Regions from separate parts of the Mus musculus genome. Here all the other regions are linked to region 1. A link is a contact called in public HiCAR-type and HiChIP or PLAC-seq data. All regions are on one chromosome and are shown on one strand. The core of a region is the stretch at or near the end of the contact, and the rest is flanking DNA. Distances in the headings are between cores, read along the strand shown.

Region 1 (4,032 bases), core at 1,408-3,907:
TCTTTGCTGAGATAGGTACTCTGAGCTGGTGGAATGTAAATTTGGAACTGCTAATCTCTGCCACCTGTGGGTAGGGCCTGTTTGAGAATAAAGACAACAAAGACGAAAGCAGAGCTGAGAGAGGAAAAGATACATCTTGCAACAATATCTAAGTGCCTGGACTAAATGATGCATAAAAGCACCTTCAAATTTTCAATATTTTAATTAGATGGGCTTAAATAGTTCCATTGGTCAAAACAGTTCTGAAATTCAGTATGTTTTCAATGGCCAGAATTCTTACACAACAATTCATACTCCTGCATACTGTTCCAGCCACAAGCTTTCCCACTTTGCCTATATTGTGAGTTCCTGAGCACTTATCAGGTACCAAAGCTCTGGCAGCAGATTCTGCTGCTAGACTATCCTTTCCCTCTTTGACCTTGGGGACTGCAGATTCTTCTTCCACACTAGGTGAAATTCTTTTATTACTGAAATTTACTCAAACACCTCCAGGTAAAATGGAAGCAACTCCACAGTTCCTGACATTCCTTTGTACACTTGATTACCCTGCTCTGAGAGCCATTCTGTTTGTTTCTCAGCCCTTTCTTTAAACGTTTGCTCCTTAAATTAGGTTTTGAGCATAGCATTATACAATGGGAATACAAAGGTATCTCTGTCATGGAGGGTGGATCACACTGAAGACCATAAGCTAATGGAGTAGGGAGTGGATACAAGAGCTGGAATTTGAAGATACATAGCTGAGTATTTAAATAAGAGGAACAAGAAAGTCCTTCAGAAAATAGTAACAGCACATGCTGCCCCAGAGTTAAGGGCCTGAGGTAATTAAACACAGTTCTATAATAAAACCTGGGTAATATTCTCCAGCTGTAGATATTTGTGTCTTTGCGGTCTCTTTTCCACTTTGTTAAAAATGCCTTAGCAGTGTCACTGATTGCTTATCTTTGTATATGACACTTCCGAATCTGGTAATGCTGATTCAAACTATTACAGATGTTAAGAATAGAAACTCTGATAAGCTTTACTTTTCTGTAATTCTTTCCAGGTATGTTTTGGCCCTTGACACTTGAAATTCCTCCAATATAATTATTAAAGATGGTAAAACCTACTTTATTGATACAATTTATTACTCACCGTTCTCTTTCTCCAGTTTCTATTAACTTTTGGTTAATCGCTGCTCTCATCTGCGCATCTTTGTTCATCTTGCTAACCTGGACATCAACATGCATTTTGAGATACATAATATTTAGAAAAGTGTTTCCTTCTAAGACCTCTCTAGACAATCATCCTAATACATTGAACATTATAATAAGGAAAGGATGATAATTTTAAGTACCTTACATGGTATTATTATTCTTAGTACTATTTCCTGTATCCCAATTCCCTTCCCTCATAAGCTCTTTATTGTTTATTTTCTTTGTCTTTTTAAAAAGGGAATAACTACTATTATAATACCATTAAGCACTTATGTACCTAAAACTGAGAATATTTAACCCCCAAATTTGCTCTAATGACACAATTCCATTTTACAGATGAGAACACTGAGGCACAGAGACAGAATGTGAAGTCAGGTACTTGGAGTCCCACCTTATTTAATTGTACACTAATATCTGACTGGCGTTCATTTCTGCATCTTAACTGCATTCAATTTCTGGGTAAGCCATAGCATGCACACTAATAAAAGATACGACTATGAAAAATGAAATAAGACTATGTGCTTGCTTTACCCAATAAACTTCACGGAGAATTACAACTGCTACCCTAGCTTTGGATTTCATATCCTTATTTCTGAAGGGTAAGTAAGAAAACGAATTTCAAACTAGTCTTTGAGAAATTCTTCATTTTCAATAAAAAACAGACAACCAATGCCAAAATAGGTGTAGGGGAAAAAAAAAAAAAGCAAGGTTAACTTTTGAGCGCATTTTTGCCATTTAAAAGTCAGGTTTAAGTTAATGTTTTCCTACTTAGTGTGAATCTTCTTTTGTAATTCTCCGTCTTGTCTGTATGGAAATTCAGACTACAAAGAATTTTCAGAGTTGGGCTGCGCAAGAAGCAGGTGAACAGAGGGTTAATAACTAGGCAACGCTTTACTTCTGTAGTTGGGGCTTAACATTTCCAAATTAACTGCAAAAGTTTAGACAGTGTCATAGCAAGAACAGCAAAACTTCGTCTCGTCTTGGCCCCTAAAATCACGGATAGTGACCTTGGGCAAGTCACTTAATGCCTAAAGGCCTCAGTTTTCTCACTGGTAAAACCAGGGCGCTAGGGACTCCCTCCCGGTTCTGACATTCTTTAGGAAAATGCAACACGGCGCAGACAGCTGGAGAGGCGGGAGGGGAGGAGCCAGAAAACAAAGCGGGGACTGGCTCCCGGCCAACTCCAGCAGCACGCCCTGTCGGAGAGCCCTACAGGCCCGCGAGCGAGCGAGCGAGCGAGCGCGGGTCGGGGAAGCTAACGAAAGACAGCACATCGAAAGGAGCCTGGGCTGGGCCCGGGTCCCGGCCCTGAGGACCACGGGCATAGCTCACCACCATCACCGCGGGCGAGGGCCGTCCCTTCCCAGCGACGAAATGACCCTTGCGCTGACGACCGTTACCTACCACACTCTTCGGCTGCCCGGACTTAGACCCTCAGTAGCTCGGGCACCTAAGCACACAGAAAGCTAGACCACGCATTTCCGGGGCGGGATCTGGCCACCCTGCCTATAATGTGAGAATTCAACTAGCGCGGGCCGCCTTCTGGTCGCTCGGCCCTCTGGGTAAGGAAGTCCAGAGTCTGTTAGCTGACGTGGGTTCAGGGATCAAAAAACTACATTTCCCAGCATTGCAACAGAACCAAATTTCTCATGGACACTACACTTCCCAGAAGAGACGTGGCGCCGCAGAGTCGTCTGGGATGGGAACCACGCCGTTTCCCAGCCTCAGTTCCAGGAGTGAAGCGCGGACCTTTCAACAAGAGCTTTATTGATTCTCTTGCTGGGATCGGGGGAACGCGATGGAGGCGGCCAATTGCTCTCTGCGGGTGAAAAGACCTCTGCTGGATCCCCGCTTCGAGGGCTACAAGCTGTCTCTCGAACCGCTGCCCTGCTACCAGCTGGAGCTTGATGCAGGTGGGATCGGCGGCACCCTCTCGCACCCGGTTCCTTCTTGTTGAGGCTGCCATTGGCGCAACCCTCTGTCACTCCGGCTAGCCAGCCACCTCCTGCCGGTCTGCACCTAGAGCGGCCGTCCACGCGGGGACCCGAGGATGCCCCCTTTCCTTCCGCGCCTTAGCCGCGGCACTGTGGGCTGGCCTAGGCGTCCGCAGCTCAGGCTCGGATGTTCTCCGCCCATACATCTCTGGCTCCTGCTCTGAAGGTTCAAGTTGTCCTTCCTTCCCAAACCTTACCTTTAGTAAACGTGTTCGCTGAGAAGCCACACCTCCTTGGAAAGTCCCCAACTCCCTTTTTCCTTCTGACGCAGAATCATTTCTTGGGAGAGAAAAATTTCCACATTCAGTTAGCAGTTTCAAATACTCGGGTCCTGGATCATGCTACAATTTATTGAGGGCAAGTGATTTAGTGCGCTTACTGTTGCTTGCTGCTACTACTTATTTATCTGTAACTTCCTAGAGGCTATTCTCCTTTTTACAACCATAGGAATTGTAGTTTTGTTAGGGAAAGTGTCCAGGGATTTGTGTTTTTAAATACATGTCTCTGCAGATTCTTATTTTGATACAAGTTTTCCATAGGTTGTACTTTGAGAAATAGTGATCTAGAGGTGTTAGTCGACGTTTGAGTATCAAGCGTTACTTATGTATGTATCTATGTATCTTTTCTCTAGATTGTATCTAGATTGTAGGGAGTCTATTCTTGACTGTCCTGGCACTTGCTTTGTAGCCCAGGCTGGCCCAGAACTCACAGATAACCAGCTGCCTCTGTGCTGGGATTAAAGACATAAACAAGTAGACCAACAAATGCTTGGGTTTTTTGTTTGTTTGTTTGTTTGTTTGTTTTTAAAGTTTCTTAAGTGTAAAAGTAATTGTTGTGGGCCTGTT
Region 2 (3,874 bases), core at 232-2,731, 2.6 Mb after region 1:
TGATCTTTGAGGCCTAGCTTCTTTCACGTCATGTATCACCCCTGGACCCGTCTCATGCTGCAAATGTACCTGTATATCAATCACATAATGCTCCCATGGACAGAGGCCACATTGATCCATTTGTATGATGGTCTTTGGGGTTTTCCTGATTTTATGCTTATTATTAATAATGTTGTAACCATCTCTGTATCTAAGTTTCTCTGCCGACATACTTCACTTGAGTATATACAAAAGTTGGAGGCCTTTTATCTCCCAATTTCAAAAGATAATATAAAATTACAAATTGTATATTGGTATAAAGATAGACATACATCAATTCAAATGGATTAAGCCTTAAGAAGTAAACTTTGTATGACATATTGGTTTTCAACAAGGATGCCAAAGCCATCTAATATGTGGGGTAGGAAGAAGAGGTTACTGTCTGCAACAAACAGTTCCAGAATGACTGGCAGCCCCATGACTGTTCCCTCATACCAAACACACATGTGAACTCGACATGGCTCAAAGAAGCAGCTATAAGTGCTAAAGCCTTCTAACTCTAAAGGAAAATGAAAGATGTAAGAAATCTTAAGTTCTTGGACTCTTACCATTGATACCCAAAGCTCTGATAACCTAAGCAAAGCTCCTGCTTGGAGTCAGTGAAATGCAGTTAGCAGACAATAAATGCCAATTTCTTTGATTAGAATAGCGGAGTTTAAAGGCATTTTGGTGACAGCAAAACTGCTGGTTTTTGTCCATGACAGGCAGGTGGGCATACAGCATGGTAGTTCCTGCAAAGGGCATCCACAGAATCTGTACACATTTGATAAAAGTTATGTTCCCTTCAATCCAGTCAGCATGAACACAAAGCTTCTTATACTAGGTCCTATTTATGTCTGAAATGGTGGGTTTTGGTTTACTATAGCACAACATTGAAAACACTTTAAATGGTAATAAACAAAGAAATAAGATGGGTATGTATTCAGAAATTCAAAACCCCTAGCTGCCTGTAACACCAGCTTGGGAAACTGAAGCAGGAGGATTGCTGAAGTCAGACTGAGCTGCATAGTAAGACTGACTCAAAGGGGGAAAGAGTTCTTCATATGGTTAGTAAAAAGAGTCTTAAATACACACACACACACACACACACACACACACACACACACACACACACACACGTAATTTCTAATGTGGAAAACAAGGCTGAGAGCACCTCTTATGGAACAAATTATAAAAAATTTTTGTTAGAACATAAGAAACTTGTGGGCCTAGGGATTAAAGACTTTAATGTCAGCTACTTGGGAGATTGAGATGGGAAGTTAAAAAGTTAAAAATCTGTCTGTCTTACAAAATGAGTTCAAAGCTAGGTTGGACCGCTAGTTGTGACTGTGTCTGAACACACACACACACACACACACACACACACACACACACACAGTGTATCTACACGGATGAGGGTATGGCACAATGGTTTAGTACTTCCCCAACGTATGGGGCCCTCAATTCAATTCCCTGTTACAGGAGAAAAAGTATTGGGGCAGGGGTGGTAACTTGTTCCTTTCTGGCACAAGTAACTTAGGTTAAGTGGGAGAGACTGAATTTTTATTGTTGTATAGTGTGTATACATAGCCTATTAAAATGTTTTCATAAGATAAAAAATATTTCAATGAGGTTATTCTGTCTTATAGGAAGTTGTGAGATTGTGCAATGTTAAATTGCTGTTACTCAGTGCTGGTCAAAATGTATTTAAGATAAAATGCTGTATTGCTTAATCATTAGTTCTTTCTGCAGAGAGTGCAAACCATTCTTTCTCTGCAAGGGTGATGTTTATATCAATTAAGGTCACTGGAATACTGTGCACATGGCTCAGAATGCAGTACTGCCTTCAGGACACAGGCCCTAAGGCCTCGCTACTAGTGGAGCCATGAGAAGCAACTGACCTAACCTCTCTGTCCTTTGGGCTCCATGCCTCTGAAGATAGAAATGTTGAGAAGATCTAATAAGAAAGCAGGAGCCAGGGCTGGGGAGATGGCTCAGGGGCAACGTGTGTGATATAGAAGCATGAAGAACTCAGTTCAATCCTCAGCATCCATTTAAAGAGCAGGCCACAGTGACACTTTTCATCCCAGTGCTTTCATTGGCAGGGGAATTGCTGGGGCTTGCTAGCCATCAAGTCTAGCTTGACTCAGGAGTCACAGGTCCCAGTGAAAGATCTTGTCTTTAAAAAAAAAGTGTATAGTTCCTGAAGAACAATTCCTATCCTATCACAAATGTGTGAACACACACACACACACACACACACACCTTCCATGAGTGTAGATGACTACCTGAATAAGGATATTAGTACCTTAGTAATTTTATCACTTTGTTATGACAATTATCATCTTGCTCAATGTACTAAGTAATTGTATGGGAAGCAAATACAAGGTCTGGAGAGATGGCTCAGAAGCTAAGAAAGCTTTCTCCTCTCCCACTCCCAGAACCCACATCGGTCATCTCATAACTATGTGAAACTCCTGTTCCAGTGGACCTGACACCCTTTTCTAGCCTCCAAGGGTACCTACTCACACGTGGCATACAACATACATAGACATAAAGTGACAGAGAAGGCATCACTAATTACATCGGCATTTTGTGTGCTCAGTTTAAAAATAATTATGACGTATATGCAGAATACTTAATGAGGAAAAAGTTACTTTTGATGGTGTAACACAGATTTGCATCAGTCAGAGAGTAAATTTTACCCTCTTGCCCTAAGTCTCAAATGCAATAGCCATATCTTATGCTTAGAGGAGAACTACACTGTCTTTTGCTTAGTGATACCTGTCTCATTGATATCATCTTTTCACTAACACTTTTAAAGAAAGAGGAAATGCACATAATAATACAAAAAATTCAAGGAGTATTAAAAGCTATATAGTGGTAAGTTTTCACCTCTTTGTAAAATCAAGGGTCTGTGGCATCTTTGGTATCCCTCTAGGAATCCTGTGTGTGTATACATAAAACATCCACACATGAATGTGCACTGGTGAGAACATGTGTGTACATAGACATGTGTAGCTTTTGATCTTAAAGCACAAATGGGGGTTTATTGTAGCCATCAATTTACTTAAATTTATTTATATTGAAGGCTTTTTTTTTAAAATACAAAAACATGTTAGAGGAACTTCATTGGTGATACAGTTTTGGAAACGAATTTATTGTAAATCTATTTAAAGTCACCCCCCTACACACACCCGGTCAACATTCCTTAGAAGAAACATTGTTCTCTTGATTTTTGGAAACAGCAATTGCAGTATCTACTGTTAAATAATATCAGCAACTTACCCTAAAATAGGAAAGTTTCAAATGAGCTCTGTTTATTTTCAGCTCTCTGCAGATCAAGCTGTGTTCTCTAGTGCATGTTAGCAAGTAACTTAGCAGTAAGCTGAATCCTTAACCCATCAACGAAGACAATTTTGACTAAAAATAGGAACTTAGGGAGAAAAAGGTGAGGAAACCAAAAAAAATCACTCTGAATTATTATACCAAAAGATGTTATAATCAATCATTTGAAAATAATGAGAACCGTATCTCTAAAACACATTGGTTCTTTTCAAATTTTAGTAATTTTGTGTTATTTATAGTTTAAAGAAACTGTCGCCTGATTTTTAGGTTTGCCTTGCCTGATGCGGTCCTGGCTAATATGTTTTTGTGATCCCTCCTCCGCTCCTACTCTTATTGGTCAGTCACATATTTCCAGGCCCTTCCAGTTCAAGCTCATATCTTATTATTATCTTTTTTTGTAGAGCTGACATCACATGGCTTTTCTATTCCTAAAACTCCTAGCATCCTACCCGGCTCAGCGAGACGATTAGGAATAGATCCTTTGCTTTGCTCATTACTTTTCAAAATA
Region 3 (3,910 bases), core at 569-3,068, 3.0 Mb after region 1:
CATTTTATTTTGCAACATAATTTCCGATGCTTATTGAACTAATCTGGTCTTTCCCTTCGTAAGTCATTGATTTGCATGCCTGGAACTGAGAGGAAGCCCCCCCACCCCCCTTCAAAACACAGGTAAGTAATGGTCACTGTTCCCAACCTACTCACTGCCTCTCCCAGTCCATTTGAAGCTACCTGCTTACGGAATCCACAGATGTTATGATCATCATGTCCTTTGAGAAGGCCCCATGATTCCAGAGCCCCTGTGACATCAGGGACTTCTCAGATTCCTTCCCTGAGTAGAAAGATGGGAACAACCCTGCCTGAGATGCATCCTCTAAGCACAGAAATCAGGGGAGACAAACAGCATCAGGTTTCAAATAAAAGGTAACCAGAGGGAGGCTATGGAAACCCATCACTGGGCCAGAAAGAATGTAACCAGCAAAAGGAGGCAGAAGACATACTGGAAGCGGAAGCACGTTTCCCTTAATCCTGTCCTGGACCACGTCCAGAGTCCTGATCTCCCAGTCGTGGAGACAGACTGCACAGCTCGGAGGACCCCTGGCCTGCACCACGCACCTGCAAAGCGCATGCATGTACACCCCCTGCTGCGTGTTGCACGCTGCAGACTTCTACCTTACTAACCAGCCCAAAACACAAATTCCCCCTCCCCATAGGAGACTAGGGATCCCCTTGGCCTAGAACACACACCACTCCCCCTCTGTGTAACGCACAAACCCAGCCCCACATTGCTTAAAAGGAACCCGGATACACAATCCGGTAAGCGAAAGCACTGGTGGCTCCCCTTAAGTGACTACCTTCCTCCCTGCTTCATCTCTGTCCAGGATCCTAGGAGCCTCCAAACCAGATAGGAGATGGAAGAGGAACCTCAGAGAAGTACCTCTAAACCTCTACCATGGGACTTGACTCACGGAAGCCTCCAACCCTATGCACAGGTTTGCAACTCCCCTTCCTCCCTATCCTAGGCATGAATCTACCCCACTCCCTGCTCACATTCCCCCATATCCCTCATCACCTTTCCAGCCCTCCCTTCCAGGCCACTTTCTAAACCCGCTGGTTCTCACAACGTGTTGCCTCACACACTCCCTCCGGAGGCTTGAATTAAATCTGCCTCTTTCCATCATATCTACCTAAGCTTGTTCTGATTCCCCGAATTAACCAAGTTCACCCGCCCATCAGGCGCCCACTGACCCTTCCACTGGCGTCCTTTACTCTCCTACAAATCCGCTTTTCACACGCCCCACTTTCCATCTATCTCCCCTTCTGTCATCCTGGTTCAGGACACACCGCCCTTCTATTTTGCTCTCTGACCCTCTGTCAGTCCTAGGGACACCACTTTCCCTTTTTGGCTGTTCCCAGGCAGGTCCCTGCTCTCCAAACCTTCCCTTCCCCATCGGGCACTAGCCGGCTCCTGGCCTGCCGGGTCCGCTCCCTCATCCGCGGTCCTTCTTCCTTCCAGAGTGACCCACACCTGAACCCTGAGCCAGTCCTACCCTCCGGGGTCTGCTCATTATAGCTTTTGCTAGAGCATCCTTGTAAGCAGGAGCTCTCTACCTGCCCAGCGGTTGGGAGAAGCGCGGGACTCCGGAGGCAGAAGGCTGCCCGCTCTCCGGGTGTCCAGGCGCTCTTCCCGCTCGCCATCCCCAGCTCCCCCAGCGCCTAGCCCTCGCCCCGGCGGCGCCCAGCAGCCGCACAAACTTACTTGCGGGTCGGCGGGAGGGGGCTGCGGCGAGCGGTGCGAGCCCCGTAGCGGCGAGTGCGCCCCTCTCGGTGGGGCCGGGCGGCGCTGGCACTGCGCTCCCGCGGCCGCGCGCGGACTGCGCTCAGCCTGACGCAGCCCAGCTCTGCCCCCACCGCCGTCGCCGCCGCCGGGGCCGCGGAGCGCTTGCAGACTTGCTCAGTTTCCGGACCTGCCCGCGTGGAAGCTACCAAGAGCCATCCGCGGCGGGGGAGGCGGCGCCGAGCTGCAGAGCGACGGCCACGAGCTGGAGGCGACCACGCCGGCGGCTCCGGGAAAAGGGGGGGCGAAGCCCTGCTAAAAATAGCTCCTGCGGAAGGAAGCTACCGGCTGCCAGCGCACCCCCTTTCCGCGCGTCCCCGCAGCGAACTCTCGGGCTCCGGGAGCTGGCGTCCTCCTGGACCCCTGCCCTGGGAAACCGTGCCCCAAGAACAGACACCTGCCAGGGTAGCCAGAGCAGAGTCCCAACTCCAGGCTGCGGGGTATGGCACCCCTTCCCGTCCCCGGTCCCCAGAGCTGCCCAGCAGCCCTAGCCTCAGGGCCTTAGACAGAGACATCGAGAAGATACTGGTCTGAAATTATGGGAAAGCTCCTCTGCTACTGACTTACCAAGAGGAAGAAAAAAGTTTTCAGGGTTATTCTGGTGGAATTGGAACGAGAAATCAAGGAAGGCGGGCAAAATACAAAGATCTGGCCAAAGGGTGAAGGTATGGGGCTGTGGGTTGAAAGGGGCTCTGGAAAGATCTCCTTAAATACAAGAGTAGGCTGGGCTTCTCCCCGACTTCTATTTCCGCAGGATTTTACATAATTAGTTGACACTCAGCCTGACCTTGGAGGCACTGTTCCTGTTGCCTGAACTGTAATTTACTTTCCCTGCCTGCTGCCTTCTACTTCCACCGCTCCCACCTTTCCAACTCTGCCTGGGAAATTATGAGAGAGGAGTAGGGGTAGGGGCCAAAGTACAACTAGGTAGACTGGACCTCGGCCCTTTCTTGAAGGAAGTCGGTCCCTTTGCCAAGATGAGACTGCATCAATCCGACCAGCAAATCAGCCCAAAGGCCTCTCAAAACCTGGTAGTGAGTGGGTTCTCACTATTAATCTCCAGGATACCCCACCTCAATTGCTGACAACTAGTGTTATCTCTTCTCTCCTTTGAAAGTGAAACGTCCATCAGTCTGTAAAACGAAAGCCAAGAGGAAAGGGGAGGAGGAAATATTTATACTGAAAAGGAAAAGAAATGAATTTGAGAAAAGCATAGTGATGTACATGCATTTCGTAATGAAACCCATTATTTTTTACCCTGAAAAAATCAATAAAGATTTCAATTATAAGAATGAGATGTTCACATATTTCCTGGGTCAAGTTATAGTTTTAGCTTTTTCTCTGGAAGTCACCAAATTAGATTCATCAGTTAAGAATTCATTGCTTTTATTTGACAGAAGAGGACGTTGAAGCCTGGAGACAACTGTTGCCTGAAATAATACCTAATTGAACCCAAAATCTGCCGGATGAGAAATTACCCAAGTTTAAATATAACCTATTATTTCCTGAAATCCATAGCTGTAGTTAGAGTAAGAAATCAGGAAACTAGGCGCAGTTTTCAGTGCAGCTAATGAATTTGGTAATCTTGTTTTCTCTACTTGTAAGAAGGAAATCCAGAGCCTAGATTTTGCGTTCTCTTGAAAGTGACTATTTTATCCCAGTTCATTTATGTCTTTTGAGGTTATGCATGGACTAGAACTGAGCTTCACCAAGAGCTCACAGTACATGCTCAATAAAAATGCATTCACTTGCCATTATTGAGACTTAGGAAAGCTTGGCTTGCCAACAGAAGGCACACGGTTGTACTTTTTAACAGCGCTATAACAGTGTATGTCTCTGCTCAAGACATACTCCTAAATCAGATCCTTCAATTTGCAATCACAGTCTAGTTTTATGTTTAACTTTCTTTCCTCTGAAGCTATCTCTTAAGCTTATCTATCCTTTCCTGTCCTAAGTAACATGGGATGAGAGATGAATGCTGTGCACACGGGTGCCATCACACTATTACTTCCTGCCAGTCACACTTGAGGTGGTGTGATCTTGACATTTCTTTGACACTGCACACACACTCTCTGTAGGGGGACATGCCTTCACTTTAAAGTCTGTTTCGGTTCCTACATAA

Evidence for each region. HiCAR-type assays count read pairs that join an accessible place to other places. HiChIP or PLAC-seq counts read pairs in DNA pulled down with a chosen protein or histone mark.
Region 2: a contact with region 1 is called in an H3K27ac HiChIP or PLAC-seq map of acute myeloid leukemia, with 13 times the contacts expected there. The contact joins the enhancer-like site here to the promoter of Eny2 in region 1. A contact is called at or near these places in 1 of 39 promoter capture datasets (pre-B cells), 4 of 115 datasets of contacts at active chromatin or transcription factors (acute myeloid leukemia, pro-B cells, stem cell-derived neural progenitor cells and 1 more) and 2 of 9 other capture datasets (adipose tissue and liver).
Region 3: a HiCAR-type map of astrocytes shows a contact between it and region 1, with 2.8 times the contacts expected there. The contact joins the promoter of Oxr1 here to the promoter of Eny2 in region 1. A contact is called at or near these places in 1 of 39 promoter capture datasets (pre-B cells) and 1 of 115 datasets of contacts at active chromatin or transcription factors (astrocytes).

Annotation. Positions count from the first base shown.
Region 1 is chr15:44,426,736-44,430,767 of GRCm38.p6, reverse strand. Eny2 (ENY2 transcription and export complex 2 subunit) reads right to left here and starts at 2,657. Exons shown (of 5, transcript NM_175009.3): 1 at 2,526-2,657; 2 at 1,132-1,208. The coding sequence starts at 2,531. Nudcd1 (NudC domain containing 1) reads left to right here and starts at 2,461. Exons shown (of 10, transcript NM_001113554.1): 1 at 2,461-3,106. The coding sequence starts at 2,992.
Region 2 is chr15:41,782,213-41,786,086 of GRCm38.p6, reverse strand. All of the region lies in intron 3 of Oxr1 (oxidation resistance 1), which reads right to left. Among named protein-coding and RNA genes, the nearest start is that of Abra, 86 kb to the left of the region's middle. Within about 2 kb of position 1,481, at least 19 of the 459 cell types and tissues checked have an H3K27ac peak or open chromatin away from gene starts, as enhancers often do. A contact at or near this core is called in acute myeloid leukemia, where this site is marked.
Region 3 is chr15:41,445,390-41,449,299 of GRCm38.p6, reverse strand. It overlaps Oxr1 (oxidation resistance 1), which reads right to left and starts at 1,818. Exons shown (of 17, transcript NM_001130166.1): 1 at 1,711-1,818.